2 separate regions of the Mus musculus genome follow, and region 1 is linked to region 2. A link is a contact called in public ChIA-PET data. All regions are on one chromosome and are shown on one strand. The core of a region is the stretch at or near the end of the contact, and the rest is flanking DNA. Distances in the headings are between cores, read along the strand shown. Region 1 overlaps Ankrd44 (ankyrin repeat domain 44). Region 2 has its middle 29 kb from the start of Pgap1.

Region 1 (7,694 bases), core at 3,344-5,843, 320 kb before region 2:
AGTCGCAACAGAGACTGTAGGGCCAGCAAGGGTGAAAAGATTGGTACATAGCCCTTGCAAAGAGAGCTCTGGGGGCCTGTGTGCCACCTCAGAGCAGGTTCAGGACCACTATGCAGAAGGCAGGTGTTATGCCGTTACCTGGGCTGCACTTTGATGCAGGTTTAGCTAGATTGTGATGGGAACTGTTGCTGTTCGCTCTCTCCAGGAGAAAGTAGACTCTTCGTTACCTTTTACAGATGCACTTTTGGAACTTGGTAGAGAAGGGCCATGCGTTTATACTCCAAACCACTTGCCTTTTAAACTGCATGTTTAGACTCTTGATGTGGACCCAGAAAAACCTAATATGTACTTTAATGCACTCAAAGATCCCAGATGCAGAGGTACTCCTATGTTTGGGAGAAAAACAGAATCTTATTATTTTCTACTTCCTCTTTTTTTTTTTTTTAAATACTGTTTTTAGTTTGAGTAGACTCTAGATCTGGAAATGACTTTAATTTTATAGAAAGCTAACTTTAAGCAGATCTTTTGAGTGCAAGTCAGCTATTAAAAATAAAAATATATTTGTGCTGTCAATTTGTTTATAGTTCTCACTATTTTAGAATGTCCTTGCAGTGGACATTTCTGTGTGAGTTATGTATTCGGGTGTGTGTGTGTGTGTGTGTGTGTGTGCCTTTGTGAGTCCCTGTCCAGTGTGCATTTATTTCATCATAATTATAAGGAGAACATGGCCCACATTCCTTCCTGTGCTTTGAGTCGCTTGCCTCTGGTGACACTTCTGGACTTGGAGTTGCAGTTGGTCTGGGCAGAAGTTGTGTACTCTGAGTTGGTTTGTGGGGGAGAGGTCATCTGGCATTGTTCAGCTTCTCTTTATTCATGAGTATTAAAGGCCAATGATATTTGTTTATGAGAAGATTGATAAGTGAATTGATGGGTTATGTCACTTGAGAAAAGACCCCTGGGGAGTCCTGACACTTCCTGAAGATCATCTCAAGTGTTGAGGCACTGGAGGGACAGGAAGTGAGTACGCCAGTCCCTACTTGTCATAGGGACAACTGAGGTGTGTGCTTGTTGCTGAGCTTGCAGAGTCTTGGTGGAGGGAGGACTCTTGGCTGGATCTGAGGTGCCTGTCCTGTTCTTAAACACCACTTAATGACACCACGTGTCATTTTGACAGCTATACTTAGGATACAGCCTGAAACATTAAACACTCTGAGAAAGAAAGCTCAAGGCGGACTCCTGGGTAATTACCATTTAGGTCTAATGGAGTATCATCTGCATTATCCAGATTAGAATATCTCAGGTGCTTCTTGGCTGGCCTTGAGGGAGCCCATTGGATGCAGGGCCAGAGCTCTTGCCTTATGTTCCTCTTTGGGTGCAGAGGATGATAGTCAAAGGACAGTGGAACTCTAAAACACTGGCTTTCTCAGGCCCTTATTGTCCAAATGCTTAGACAGCATGCTTGCTTTCTTGGTTAGAGCTGTATTTGGAGCTTGGGGTGGGCTCTCTCACGGGAAGGTTATATACTTGATTAAACTTTTGTTAGATAAGTAACCTTTGTAAAAGGGTCAGTAGAACTGCCATTCTGCAGGGGGAGTATGGAATTAAAAAACATTTATTTTAGTCGTTGTTTGTGTGTCATTGTGTGTGTATGTGAGCCTGCCTGTGTGGGTGGGTGGGTGTCAGGATGGTTGGTTTTTTTCTCTCCACTATGTGGGTCCCAGTGGTTGAAGTCAGATTTGGCAGGCTTGGTGGCAAGCGCTCTTACTTCCTCATCCACCTCATTGGCCTGGGGAGGGAAATCTTTATTGGTAATTTGTTAAGTATGTAGGGAACCTGTAGCTGCACCCTTAGTGTGTCATGATATTAACAGTTCTGAAAATGCTTCCCCTCACTCCAGCAGTCACTGGTCAAGGAAGTAGTGTGAAAAGAATCTTACCAGCCAGAGGGGGAGGGGAAGGGGGGGGGAGAATGTTACCATTTCTCCAGCTCCAGGAAATGTTATTCTGTTCATCACTCTCTGTTTTCTGAGGATTTTTATTTTATCTGTGTCTATGTTTGAAACGGTTCATATATGTGTAGATGTGTGATGGTGTGTGTATATGCACAGACATCAGAGGTTGAGGTCTTTCTCAATTGTGGTGTCTCCACCTTATTTACTTATTCACTTACTTATGTGCAGTTTGTGTGCAAGATGCCTGTGTGTGGGCACACATGTTACAGTGCACGTGTAGAGGGCAGAGGATAACTTTGTGGAGTTCGTTTTCTCCTTCCATTTTTACTTGGGGGGGAGGGGGCTCCAGGAACCTGGCTCAGGTTGCCAGATTTGTGCAGCAAACGTCTTTATTATTCGTATTTTTCCTGAGGCAGTCTCTTTTCTGTGACGCTATGGCTGGCCTGGAGCGTACTATGTAAATCAGGCTGGCATTGAATCACAGAAGTCTTACCTCTGACCCCCATGTGCTGGTTTTAAAAACCCGTGCCCACCACATGTAGCTTGACCTTATTTTTAAAGACAGGGTTTCCCATTAAATCTTGAAGAGTATTGCTTGGCTAGCCTAGTGGCCTGCCAGTAAGCCCTGGAGCTCCTTCTGTCTCCCTGCCCCACCCAGCACTGAGGCTGCAGGTGTGCTCTTACACCTTTTAAGTACGTGTAAGGGATGGATCTGTCTTCGGTCTCATGCTTGCCCAGCAAGCATGCTTTGGACTGAGTCACCTCCTCAGATCTTCTGAGGATTTCAGACAGGCTTTCTCAGAGGCCGCTTTTAAAAGACTTACACAGGAAATCATGGTCAGTGGGGGCTCTGAGTTTCAAGCTTTTAGCTCAGTTGGTCTCTAAAGAGGCTGTCCTGGGTAGACTGAGGAGGCAAGCCAAGAACATCTCAGTGGAGCATTTTCACCTCCATCCCCAGCCTCTGCCAGAGTTTTATAAACTGTGTATCCCCTGAAAGTCTTTTTAGTTGGACCTCTAAAGATTTTCATCATAAAGTTGGAAAGATACAAAGGATGTAATTTTTGACACAATGTAAATATTGATTTTAAAAGTGAAAACGTATCGTTGTTTAAATTGTATGGAGTGGAGTGGAATCTAAACACTATTGTGGTTTGATGTGCCTGTCAGTAGTTGTGCCTGTCAGTAGTCCAAATTTTATAGTGTTTCTTTTTCCCCTTGAATTTTTTTCAAATGTAGTGCTTTTGTGTGTATGTGCATGGGACAGCCTGGACTGGCCTGGAACCTGTCATCTTCCTGAGCTAGCTTCCTGGGTGTTGGGATTAGAAGCATGGACCACAATACTGGATGGGATGCATTTTTGTAAAATAATTTTAAAAATTAGATTATAATTGCATCATGTTCCTCTTCCTTTTCCTTCCTTCAAATCCTCCAAGTACCTGCTCTTATTCATGTTGTGATGCATGTAAAATGATTGTGATAAATTTTAGTATTATGTTTGTAATGATTATTAACAACATATCAATGCATATCTTAAATATTGGGTTAAGTACTCATAGAGCATAAAAAGTAAGATATTCCTATTTAGAATAAATTTCATGATCTAGGAGTTAGGAAATTATTTACTGACCATTATTCACCAGTGTTTAGAATAAAATAGACAATATGCAATTGTATAATATTACCATACTATGAAGTATTTTCATGGCTTCTGTTGAACCAGAAACCCAAATATTAAAAGGATGGGGCAATGAATGAGTTGTGGCTAAAGAAAAAGCGCTCAGGTCAATGATTTGTCACATTTTGTTGGACACAGCCAGAGTCAGCTGTGGGCTCCAACATCAGAAATCCGCCTGCCTCTGCCTCTCGAGTGCAGTTCTGGGATTAAAGGCGTGCGCCACCACACCCGGCAAAGGGTAGCTTTTTACAGAGCGTAATTAATTAATGTAACGAAGTCACTGAGATTACTAGGTAGATTATTGTCTTGTGGGTTCAGTTTGATCTGGGTGTGCTGTGCAGCTCACAGTCATCTTGAAGTCATGATCTCTGCTTTCATTGTGATTGTGAGTGTGCACCACCACACTTGGCACTAAAGTAACTTTAAAAAGATACCACATTTCTATGTGCAACTGTTTTAGGAACAGTGAATAGACAGAGGAAAGTCTGGGAGCCGTGTCAGGTGTGACAGCTTTTTGGTCTATCTGGCAAGAGTAGGATTTGGAGTCTGGCATGGGAGGGTTTCTGACTTTTAACATGTTTGAGTGTGGTCTGAGGGGCTATGGTGCACCGTGGCAGGGAAAGCATGTGGCCATCTCGTGAAGTGGCATGAATTTGTGAGATGTTCATGCTGACTAGTGGTTGACCCGAGTGGGTAACTGGGTTTATCTATGAAGTGATCATGGTCTCCCTAGGTGGCTTTTACTTTTCCAGTGACCAAGTTTAGCAGTGCCATCTGACTCCAAAATGTCATCTGTGAGGGGTCACGTGATGACCAGAAATATTGTTGCTCAAGGCTTCCACACTCTGTCCCTCCATCTCCATATAAGCTGTTCTGACAGATCTTAAACCATGGAGTCAGCTCGAGCTCTGTTTCTCTGAGAGCTGCAGTTTGGGCACAGGTAACTGAAACCAGATGTGCCGAGCGAGCGAGCGAGCAAGCACGGGCTGGGCTGTGGCTTTTCTTGCAGAGCATTTGGTGGCTGGGGGGAGGGAGGGAGACGGCTTTTTAACGAACCCTTTGTGCTTTTGTTAGATGCGCGCTTTCCACATCTCAGCTGCATTTGCCCTTGTTGTACCCGAACCCCTTTTGGTATGGATTATTGGTGGACAGGGAGGAGTGAGTATCTGATTTCTCCCATACTAATCTGTCTCCTTTGCCTGTTTCCCGAGTGTACACTGCACTTGGCCTTCTGGGGCCCAAGTTGATTTTTCTCACCTGGCAATTACTTGCTTGGTGGCCAGTTAATGGAGGCCCCTGAAACCCACTAAGGGACTTGGGGTTTGCGTTGTGATTGAGAAGCCGAGGAGACTTCAGGTATGTGTGTGTTTGTGTGCGTATGTGCACAGTGTGTTTTAGGACTCAGAGTCTCACTGGACGTAGAGAATGAATGGCCTCTTAGGCTTTCTTCCAATTCCATCTGACCATTTTGGTGCTCCAGTGGGTTCCCTGGCATTTAGTACGATCACCCACGGGCTTGTTCCTTAGAGGGGGATGTGCTGTCATTTTTTTTTCTTCCTCTTATAATCCCCAGGGACAATATTTTATCAGTCTCTGAAATGTGGGCAGCATGAGGGATATGCAATCTGCTCTCCAGTACAGCCCTGCTGAGCTCAGCCCTGCAATCATGTGGTTCTGAAATACTACCAGCCTGAAACCATAAGAAAGCCTCCGCTTCGCCTGACGTACTCATACTGCTTGACATGAGAAGCTGACATTTTGAAGGCTGTGGAGAAAACAGAATTGCTGACTGCACAAAATGCACATGAGAACTGCATGTGGGCAGGGGCTCTTTCCTTAGCATCGGTGGCGTTCTTCAATGTCCGCTCCATCTTGCAGCACCTGTATCTGCTCTAAACGTTCCCAAGGTCGAAGGTCTCTACCTAGGAGATTTGATCCACTTGCTGGTTGGTGACCTACATATCCGCTCAGGGAAGAGAAGATGGGTAGAGGGGTCCTCAGGGCAATTAAAACTGAGACCATGGCTGTGGCCTGAGTGTGAGGAGAGCCCCTCTTCCCTTTATAGAGATAGGAAATAAGTTCGGATCTATCTGGGTGCCCATTCTGAATGCAGACAGAGCATGGTGCAGAATTGGTGTGTTTTATCATCATTGCCACTCACCACTGATTATTTTTGTATTTCTCTACTGGCTCTCGGAGTCTTAGTGCTTTACACCTTAGTGCACCTAGCCCCTTAGCACCAGCCGCTGCTTTGCTTCCAGCCTTGTTTCTGCCCGGCTCTGCCCGGCCCCCTTCCCACCAGTCCCGGGCTCATTGCTGCAGTCACTTGCTGTTAGGCTGCCCGGGAGTCTGTTGATTAAGTAGGAACTGGTCAAGTACAAGCTGCTTTGAGCTGTTGTTTGGTTAGTGGAAGCCAGGAACATCCGGGTGCTGAGCCACTTCATGTTTTGCTGCAAGCTCCACTAAGGCACTGCCCCTGTGATTCATGGCTCCTTATCTATTTGGTGAGAGCAGAATACTTACACCTGTCCTCGAGTCTTCCCAGCCATATGTGAAAAAAAAAAAACCCTCATTACTGGTGATTTCAGGTTATAACCCTGAATGTGTACTCTTGACAAGGCTAGTGCTACCTGTGTAAAAACCCTCCCAGTGCTGGGGGTGTCTCCAAAATCAAGTGCAAGTGTTTGGGGAGATACCTAACATCAACTTAACCTCCATGTGGACCTGCGTGCGTTCATGCGTGTGCACACACACGCACAGCAAAACAAATCTAATGCTAATAAAAGAAATATGAAAAGGATTTATAGGAAAATAGTACATCAGTGCATATAGCCACATTGAAGACATGAGATGATCATATTTTTAGTCTTATAATAAATTAATCGAATCTGAGAAATACCCATCAAAACTTTTTATATAACTTTAGAAATAAGAGGCCGGGGTTGAAGTATGGCTCAGTGGGAAGGCTCACCATTCACACTCGTGAGGTCCTGGGTTTGATCTTAACCACCACAAAGGGAGGGTACTAAATAAGCCTTATCTTTCTAATCCCTAGACTATGTGGACTTTCAGTGTAGACTCATGCGGGTTTTTTTGTAGAGGTGATTTGTTATCTGTGAGCAACATTCCTGTAAAAGCTAGGATTTCCAGAGCTAGTAAAAAACTTGGAACTTTGAATAGAATAAAATGCACTCTCTCATTTAGGGTTATCAGATTCATATAAAATTCAGTGTATTTACAGTGGAAGCTTCAGGAATGGGAGCCATGGCTCCTCTGTCCACACTGCCTTGCAGAAGACCTGGACTTAATTCCTAGCATCCATCCAGGCTCACGACTGCACATAACTGACTTCAGGGGGAATCCAATGTTTCTGGCCTCTGGAGGGGTTCCACATGTACATACCACCCCACAGTCCCACCCACATACATGCAATAAAAAATAATGAGCTAAGTTAAGATGTTTCTTGTTTTTTACTTCATGGACTGGAGAGATGGTTCAGTGGTTAAGAGCACTGGCTGTTCTTCAGAGGACCTGGGATCAGTTCCCAGTGCTCGAGTTCTGGGAAATCCAACACCCTCTTTGGCCTCTGTAGACACCAAGCACAAATATGGTACATATACATCCAAGCAGGCAAACATTCACACACATAAAATAAAAATAAATACTTCAAAATATTTGCTTATTTCACATCCCAACTGTAGTTTTCCCTCTCTCCTCTCTTCCCACGTTCTCCCCTCCCTCTCCCTCCATCCACTTCTCTTTCCTTTCTCTTCAGAAAAAAAGATCTGTCTCTATGGGTACCACCCAGCCATGACACATCAAGCTGCAGTAAGACTAGGTACCTCCTTTTCTATTGAGGCTAGTCACACCAACCCAGTAGGGGAAGGGCAGGCAGCAGAGTCAGAGACAGCTCCTGCTCCCTCTGTTAGGAGCCCCACAAGAAGTCCAAGTTTCACAACTGTGACACACATATGAAAGGTCACTCCCATACAGGCTTCCCTGGGTGGCAGTTCAGTCCTTGTGAGCCCCTGTGGGCTAGGTTAGTTGACTCTGTGAGGTTTTCTTGTG
Region 2 (7,688 bases), core at 3,881-6,380:
CTAGCTAATGGAATCATTAGTCCTGCCCTTATGTAGTCCTGGGGCATTGCTGACTTTTGGCCCCTTTTCTGCCTCTGGGTAGTTTCTTTACAGCATATTCTAGGTGTTCTGTGCAACTTGCTGCATCCTGTGCTCTGCCCTACAATCTCCAGTCTGTTGGTGTCTTTTGATCCTCAGCTCTGGATCCTCGGGGAAAAACAACTCCTCAGCAAGGTAAAGAACTTGCTGGACTCTGCCTTGTCCTCATCCATCAGCTATCTGCTGTAAACACCCAAGATGACAGTAGCTTGGGGTACCCATGGGCTTTTCTCTTCTTTAGAATCATGTCCAGTGTCTTGCAAATTGGTTTTTTTGTCTATGTTTACCTTTAAATGAGTGTTAACTCTTCTGGGCTTGTCTGATTAGTCATTTCAAGAAACCAATATTTGATGACCTTTCCTATTATATATTTTTTCAGATCTATTTATTTGTACTCTTTATTTTTCATTATTCATTATTAATTCTGATATTCCAGTAATATGATGTCACATGTTCATTTTCTTGTGTGAGCACTGAGCTACAATCCTCAGGCTGTTTTTCCACTCTTGATTTTTAAGAAATTTCTAAACTATATCTTCACTTTTTTTTTTTTTGATCCATGAATTTCTAGAAAAATTTGTAAATATCTAAATAAAATTTCCTAGGTTTTATTAGTAATTTCTAACTTATACTCAGAGAAAGTAATCCTTAATATTCTATTGTCAGATAATAATAACACACACATACACAGAGAGAGAGAGAATATACAGTTTATAATTGGCAGCAGATATAATACTCATGGTTCCATTGCCACAATCAAATAACAAAGGCACTCATTGTCATCAGATTTCTCTTTATCATCTTTGCCCAATATTTCATCACTCAAAGGATTGGCTCGTGTAAATGTCAATTGTTCTATTATCTGACATATTTCAAGTCTGAGTGTTCAGTTACTATTAGATAACGTTATCAAAAAATTATTTCAAAGGAAGAACCATTGGAAAAAAACAACCAAACAAAAACAAAAACCCAAGCCCAAAGATCACATAGGTCATTGTATATGTTGAGGTCTTTTGGGACTTATAGAATGGAACCATGTTAGTAAGCAATTGTCTTCTTAAGTGATGGGTTCTGAAGTTACCAAGGGTAAGAATTTGTATCCCCCTTAAGAAGTGATAGCATATAAATTCATCTTAAACACACAGCCCATGGTGTTCTCTCATGATATAGTCAAGGGAAATTATTAACCAAGTCATTTCTCCACTTTAAGTAACCCTCTAATAGAAGAGAACTGAACATGGTCATTTATTTCAGCTTTATTGAAATATTAGTCTCCTCCCAAATTAATTATCTTTATTGAGTTTTTAGATAGTAAAAAATTGCATTCCATTCTATCAGCTAGCTCCAGCTTTTCATCAAATTAAAGGGCAGAAGCCTTACTTCCCTTGAAACACTTTTTGCACAGTGCTATAAATGCAAGAGACTGCATAATATAGCAATTGCAAAGTAATTAATTTACTCTGGGAAGCTCTGAAGCTATCTTTCTCCCTCTCTGGTATCCACTGGAGGCAATACTCTAGGGTTAAATATCTCCATAAAGGCAATGTATATCCTTGTTCTTTTTGTCTATAAATCATCTGCCACAGGGTAAAGTGGTTTCCATCTAAGTGGGGAGGATGAAAATGGCAGGAATGTTGTCTTGGCTTCACTCCTAAGATTCAGTTTTCAAAAGATGATAGACAAAAGTGAATAGGTAAATGTTCACCCAAACATAGCAGAGAGATGGCTGGACTGCCAAAAAAAAAAATGCCTGTTCTAATTCCAGCATGCTTGGTACTGTGCTAAATCCTCTGTGTCTAATCTTCCAACAACCTGTGTGGGTTGATACAACATTACCCTAGTAGTGGGTTGGCCTCATGCTGTTTGTATTCTAACACTAATTAGGGGACCCCCCCACAACTGGTTGCCCCAGAGACTAAAGAGTCCTTACATAACCCTGCCCCCAAATTATTTCTGATTGATAAATAAAGATGCCAATAGCTAATAGCTGGGCAGAAGAGACACAGGTGGAGATTAGGTTTCATAGGTTTGGGGTTGGAGGAGGAAGATGAAGAGGAAGAAGAAAAGTGCAGGAGGGGGAAGGAGAAGCTGCCATGAGTTAGGAGTCAAGAGAACAGGACCCTGTGGGCTGGCTAATTGGAGTTAAGAGCAGCCCAGATGAAACACAGTAATAACTCAGTGTTACCGATGGGAAAGTAGATTCTAACAGCATAGAGAGTAGTACTTGCCCAGTTCTTGTGTTGTTTGAAGTTTATCATAAATATAAAGGCTGTGTGTGTCTTTCATCTGGGAATTTAAATGGTCTAAAGAAGTGTAGAAACATCAGGTTGGGATTTAAATAGTTACTACAACATACCTCAGTTTCACAGATAAAGAAAACAGAGTCTAGAAACGTTAAGTAACTTGGCCAGAAGAACTCAATATTATTAGAAAGTGATGTTGCCAGATTTGGTCTGAAGCTTCACCACTACCTTAAGGCAAGTATAATAGATATAATATCTACCTGAATTTAAGTAATTTTTCAAGTCTCTTCAATAGTTCTTGACTTGGACCTTCATTTTTACATACTTGAAAAGAATGAAAGATACAGAACCAATCATTAATATCATACCCTCCTTAATGCTAGAGCCATGGCTCTCATAGTGTTATCTTCAAATCAGAACCTCTTCAAATGGCCTCAGTATCTCTGTCACAAAGCTTTTCAAGTGGTTCTGTTAATAGTATACTCTAGCAGGCATGCTTAACCGCCTTGACCTTGTCACAGAACATTGTCATCTACAAAGTTCATGCTGGAGAACTGTACCATCAAGTTACACATACACAAAACCCCACCCCAAACTCTCATGATGTTTTAGGTAAGTTTATAATTTTGTGTTGGGCCACACTTGGCCACATGCAGCCCGTGGGCCAGGGATCACATATAAGAGAGCATCTGGCCGTAGTGCAGCTCTCCTCCAGCTATCGCACCCCCAGGTCAGGGATGGCCGTGGCCTACACCCAGTCTCCCAGGTCAGGGTTGGTCGTGGCCTATGCCCAGTCCCCTCTTAGCCTTGCTCTGCTTCTCTTGAGCTCATCTGTTGGCAGATGACTGTTGAGTTTGGAGTCCTTGCTGCTGAAGACTCAAGAATTTCTGCAGCAGACAGTTATTGTAACCAGTTTTTTATGCCTCCAGTTTTACACAACTTCTGTTTTTGTCCCTTGTCCTTCCCCCCCCCCCCCCGAGCATACTGTGCTCTGCATGACACATTGTCCCAATGTCTTTTCTTTCCTGCTCATTCTCATAGTGGGATTAATTACTTCTCAGGAAAATGTCATTTTTGTTTAAAAAAAAAAAGATTAACTTCTTGGCAGCATGAAAAGGAAGATACTGCCATTAAAAGCAATTCCTAAAAATTAAAACATACCTTCTTAATATACTTTTCTTTCCTACAATCAAGAATCATTGGATTTCTCAGTGAAAGTGCCTAGAGGGATCACATATAATGCATGTGTGTGTAGCCAGTATAAGAAATTATCTTCCCGCTGGGCGTGGTGGCGCACGCCTTTAATCCCAGCACTTGGGAGTCAGAGGCAGGCGGATTTCTGAGTTCGAGGTCAGCCTGGTCTACAGAGTGAGTTCCAGGGCAGCCAGGGCTATACAGAGAAACCCTGTCTCGAAAAACAAAAAACAAACAAACAAACAAAAAAAGAAATGATCTTCCCAAGGCCGTCACTCATGCTTAAAATCTTGTGGTAAAATATTTATACCAAAAATTCCATCACTTTTATCATGTTTTTAGTGTACAGGTCAGTGATATTTAATATATACCCAGTTGTGCAACGGTCCCAGCCTTCCATCTGTATATCTCTCCTCACTAGAACTGAAACTAGAACTGAAACTCTGAACCCGTTAAGCAATAACTCTTTTCCCTCCCCCCCAGTGCCCCCCAGAATCACAATCTACTGCTATAGAAATGCAGCTGAGTCCCCTGCTGACGTTTTAAAGGTTGAAAGGAATGTTTTTTTATATAACGTTTATTAAGGAAAACAGAAATAGGAATGGTTTATAGAGAAAGACTCTCTAGAATGGGAGAGGGTAGTGAGGTGGAAGAAAGGCATCCACACAGGAGGCTCAGGAAGCTTTATAGTAGCCACCTCTCCTAGGTCTGTGTCTCACTGGGATTTTTCTACTGCTTGTTCTGCTTCTTTCTGCAAGAAGCCCAGCGACTCACTGCAATGAACATTTGCCAGTAAAGATGTGATACACTACAGCTTCCATGATTCATTCTCTCTCTCTCTCTCTCTCTCTCTCTCTCTCTCTCTCTCTCTCTCTCTCTCTCTCTCTCTCTCTCTCTCCCCTGCTTATTGATTGGTGGGGTGAGGTTGCAAGAGTGGAGGGCAGATACAAAGGGATAAGGAAATGAATGGGATTAGAGTACAAGATGTGTGGGTTCCCAGGGAATCAATAAAAAGGAAGAGAAAAGAAAAAAAAGGAGGATGAGGAGAACAACAACAACAACATGCAGCAGCAGCAGCGCCCAGGTGGGGAAGGGCCTCCAGTCTTTCTTAGCAACTGGCTTCTTTCATATGTTAATTTTACAGCTCTTCGTTGCTTGGACACAATGCTTTTTTGTCTCATAAATACAACCACCCTGTGTACCTCAACAGGAAGTGTTTGTCCTTTCTGGGTTTTTTCCACTTTGCATCTCATTAGGGATCAAGCATGTAGAACGGGTCAGAATTTCCTTCCTGTGTGTGCGTGCGTCGATGTGAACGTTCAGGTGCCTGCCTCTCCTGGGCGTTCACCCCACTCAGAATAAATTCACGTGGAAAAACACAGCCTGCTCACTTGGGCCACTTCTTCCTTCTGTCCTTGGGCTGTTGTAATGTAAAATACTTTTGTAATACTTTTAGACCTCCCAACTGTGGTCAACTTGGGGAACTTAGATTAGAAAAGGAGATATTGGTGAGGAAGAGTAACAGGCTGGTGCAGGGAGCCTTTGAGGTGTGTCTAGCCCACTTCCCTATCAGCACTAGGCCAGCCCCCCAGGTCCTGTGGCTCTGCACTTATTTTTGCTTTGTTCTTTAGGCTTAACTTCTTTCTTTTCTTCCTTTCAGACACGGTGTCTCTAACTGTTGAGGTCTGCTCCTCTTAGCTTTTCTTTCCTCAGCTGAGACAACTTGTTACCTCTTCAGGATACAACACCTGCTGTTCTCTTCACTGTTTAAAGGGATTCATCTCAGCACTGATTTTGTGAACAAGAAAGGAGGGAGGGATCCACCCCTGTTCTTCTAGCTAGTCATCAGAATAAGCACAGCTGTTGGAACTCCTGGAACAGAGCTAGCAGATACGGCCACCTACCTGTACATACCTGCTTGCCTAAAGTCTCTATCATGTGATCCACCCACAAGATGCAGAAAAAGAAATAACAGATTGAAAAATCAGGCTAGCTCCTCTCCTCTAGGGACAAATGGTTATTAGTCATACAGAGCCTCCAGAAGGGAGCTGTTGGAGCTTGTTGTGTGTGTGTGTGTGTGTGTGTGTGTGTGTGTGTGTGTGTGACTCATTGAATTCAGGATCTTAAGAGCAGAGCCAGTGACCTGGGTGCACACCTTCTTTAAGTGTTGCCTTTTGCAATGTGCCACAATATGAATCTCTAAGAATTTTACTTCTAGGAGGCTTTCAAACAGAACTTTGGCAGCAGGCAGGGATTGAGCCACGAAGCTTTCAGATGCACAATGGCAGCTCTAAGTTCTGAAGCAGGCCTTTCAGTAGCAGAAAGAAAAACCAGTCACACAGCTAGCTGTACAAACAGCCACCAAACTGAAATGCTCAAGACAGCTGCTTTGGGCCTTTGGTGTGTTGAGTTCAAAATTGTTGTGATTATAAAAGAAAGAAAGAAAGAAAGAAAGAAAGAAAGAAAGAAAGAAAGAAAGAAAGAAAGAAAGAAAGGAAGGAAGGAAGGAAGGAAGGAAGAAAGAAAGAAAGAAAGAGAGAGAAAGAAAGAAAGAGATATAAGGATATGTTCTAGCTAGGTGTGGTGAGGTGTGGGGAAAGGGGATGTCTCAGTGGGCCCATGCTGAGGCATTCCTTACCCCTGAGGGACCAGCCACATGATGGTATAGTATAGAATAGAGTTTATTAAGGGCATGGGGAGGGAAGTTAAGAGGATAGTAGAGGCAGAAAAAGGGAGAGAGAGAGGGGGGGGGGAAGAGAAGAGAAGAGAAGAGAAGAGAAGAGAAGAAGAGAAGAGAAGAGAAGAGAAGAGAAGAGAAGAGAAGAGAAGAGAAGAGAAGAGAAGAGAAGAGAAGAGAGGTAGAGGCCAGCCATGACCACATGGAGGGGAGAAGAGAAGGGGGAGAGAGGGAGAGAGGGAGAGAGGGAGAGCAAGAGGACAAGAGGCCAGAGAGAGAGGCAAGAGTAAGAGTAAGAGAGAGAAGAGGGGGCAAGCAGGCCCTTTTATAGTGGGCCAGGCCATTGGGGGAGGAGCATACCTGGCTGTTGCCAGGTAACTGTGGGGGTGAAAGAAAATGAGATTTTGTATCTTGTGATTCATGTAAAAGAGTTGTCTATGAGCCCCCGACCTGGGGCCAAGAACAAAGCAGAACAGACAGGGCTGTTGTCAAGACATTCCTAAGAACAGCTTGATTGTACAAACAGGGCTATCTTGTCTGGGTCAACACCACCTGGCCGGAACCTCCCCTCTGTCTACTGCCCCTTGACCTGGGTAAAGTCATACATCAACTGGTTGCTATGTGAACAAAGATAAGCCCCCAGCCCACAGGAACAAAGTCCTGATGCCCTGTAATCTTTCTGTTAATGTTTGAATAAGCCAATAGTGTGTTGCTATGCTGAATTCCACACCCCTAAGCCCCTTACCCTATAAAAACCCCTAGCTTTTGAGCCTCGTGGTCGACATCCGTTATCTCCTGTGTGGGATGCATGTTGGTCTGGAGCTCCGTCATTAAACGTTCTCATGTAATTACATCAAGAGATGGTCCTTCATGATTTTTTGGGTGCACGCTGAAGTGGGAATTGGGTGGGGGTTTCCCCACTAGGTCTAAGAGGGGTTGAGTCCAGATGGAATACCAACAAAAATCAATTACCCATAGAAAGTGTGGGTGTCACCAAAATATCCTTCCCTTCTTCACTAGCCCTGAGAAATAATCTCACTAGCTGTCTGATACCTTTGGACTTCACATCGTTTTTCATTAAATTAAGATTTATGAATATCAATTTTATGCAATAACCAGACTTTGACAGAAAGATGACAGCCTTTGTGTCAGTGAACTTCTTGGTTTGTCCTTTATCTCTGGTACCAGGAAAATGGTTTTTCATTGTAGAGACAAGCACTAGTCTTCCTTAATAGGCAAATGTTTTCCTTTATAGTATTTTCATATTGGGGTTGTATAGTCACGTGGGTGCATATGTGTAAGTGGGTGCATATGTGTATGTCGGTACACATGTGTATGTGGGTGCATATGTGTAAGTTGGTGCATATGTGTATGTGGGTGCATATGTGTAAGTGGGTACATATGTGTATGTGGGTACATATGTGTAAGTGGGTGCATATGTGTAAGTAGGTGCATATGTGTATGCAGGTGCATATGTGGGTAGAGGGCAGAAGTCA

The links. ChIA-PET counts read pairs in DNA pulled down with a chosen protein or histone mark.
Region 1: a contact with region 2 is called in an RNA polymerase II ChIA-PET map of effector CD8 T cells, with 8 read pairs. The contact joins two enhancer-like sites. A contact is called at or near these places in 5 of 39 promoter capture datasets (cranial neural crest, embryonic stem cells, hippocampal neurons and 2 more), 1 of 484 Hi-C or Micro-C datasets (forebrain) and 3 of 115 datasets of contacts at active chromatin or transcription factors (bone marrow-derived macrophages, effector CD8 T cells and memory CD8 T cells).

Annotation. Positions count from the first base shown.
Region 1 is chr1:54,904,175-54,911,868 of GRCm38.p6, reverse strand. All of the region lies in intron 1 of Ankrd44 (ankyrin repeat domain 44), which reads left to right. Among named protein-coding and RNA genes, the nearest start is that of Ankrd44, 18 kb to the left of the region's middle. Within about 2 kb of position 4,593, at least 75 of the 459 cell types and tissues checked have an H3K27ac peak or open chromatin away from gene starts, as enhancers often do. A contact at or near this core is called in effector CD8 T cells and memory CD8 T cells, where this site is marked.
Region 2 is chr1:54,582,678-54,590,365 of GRCm38.p6, reverse strand. No RefSeq gene overlaps it. Among named protein-coding and RNA genes, the nearest start is that of Pgap1, 29 kb to the right of the region's middle. Within about 2 kb of position 5,130, at least 146 of the 459 cell types and tissues checked have an H3K27ac peak or open chromatin away from gene starts, as enhancers often do. A contact at or near this core is called in effector CD8 T cells and memory CD8 T cells, where this site is marked.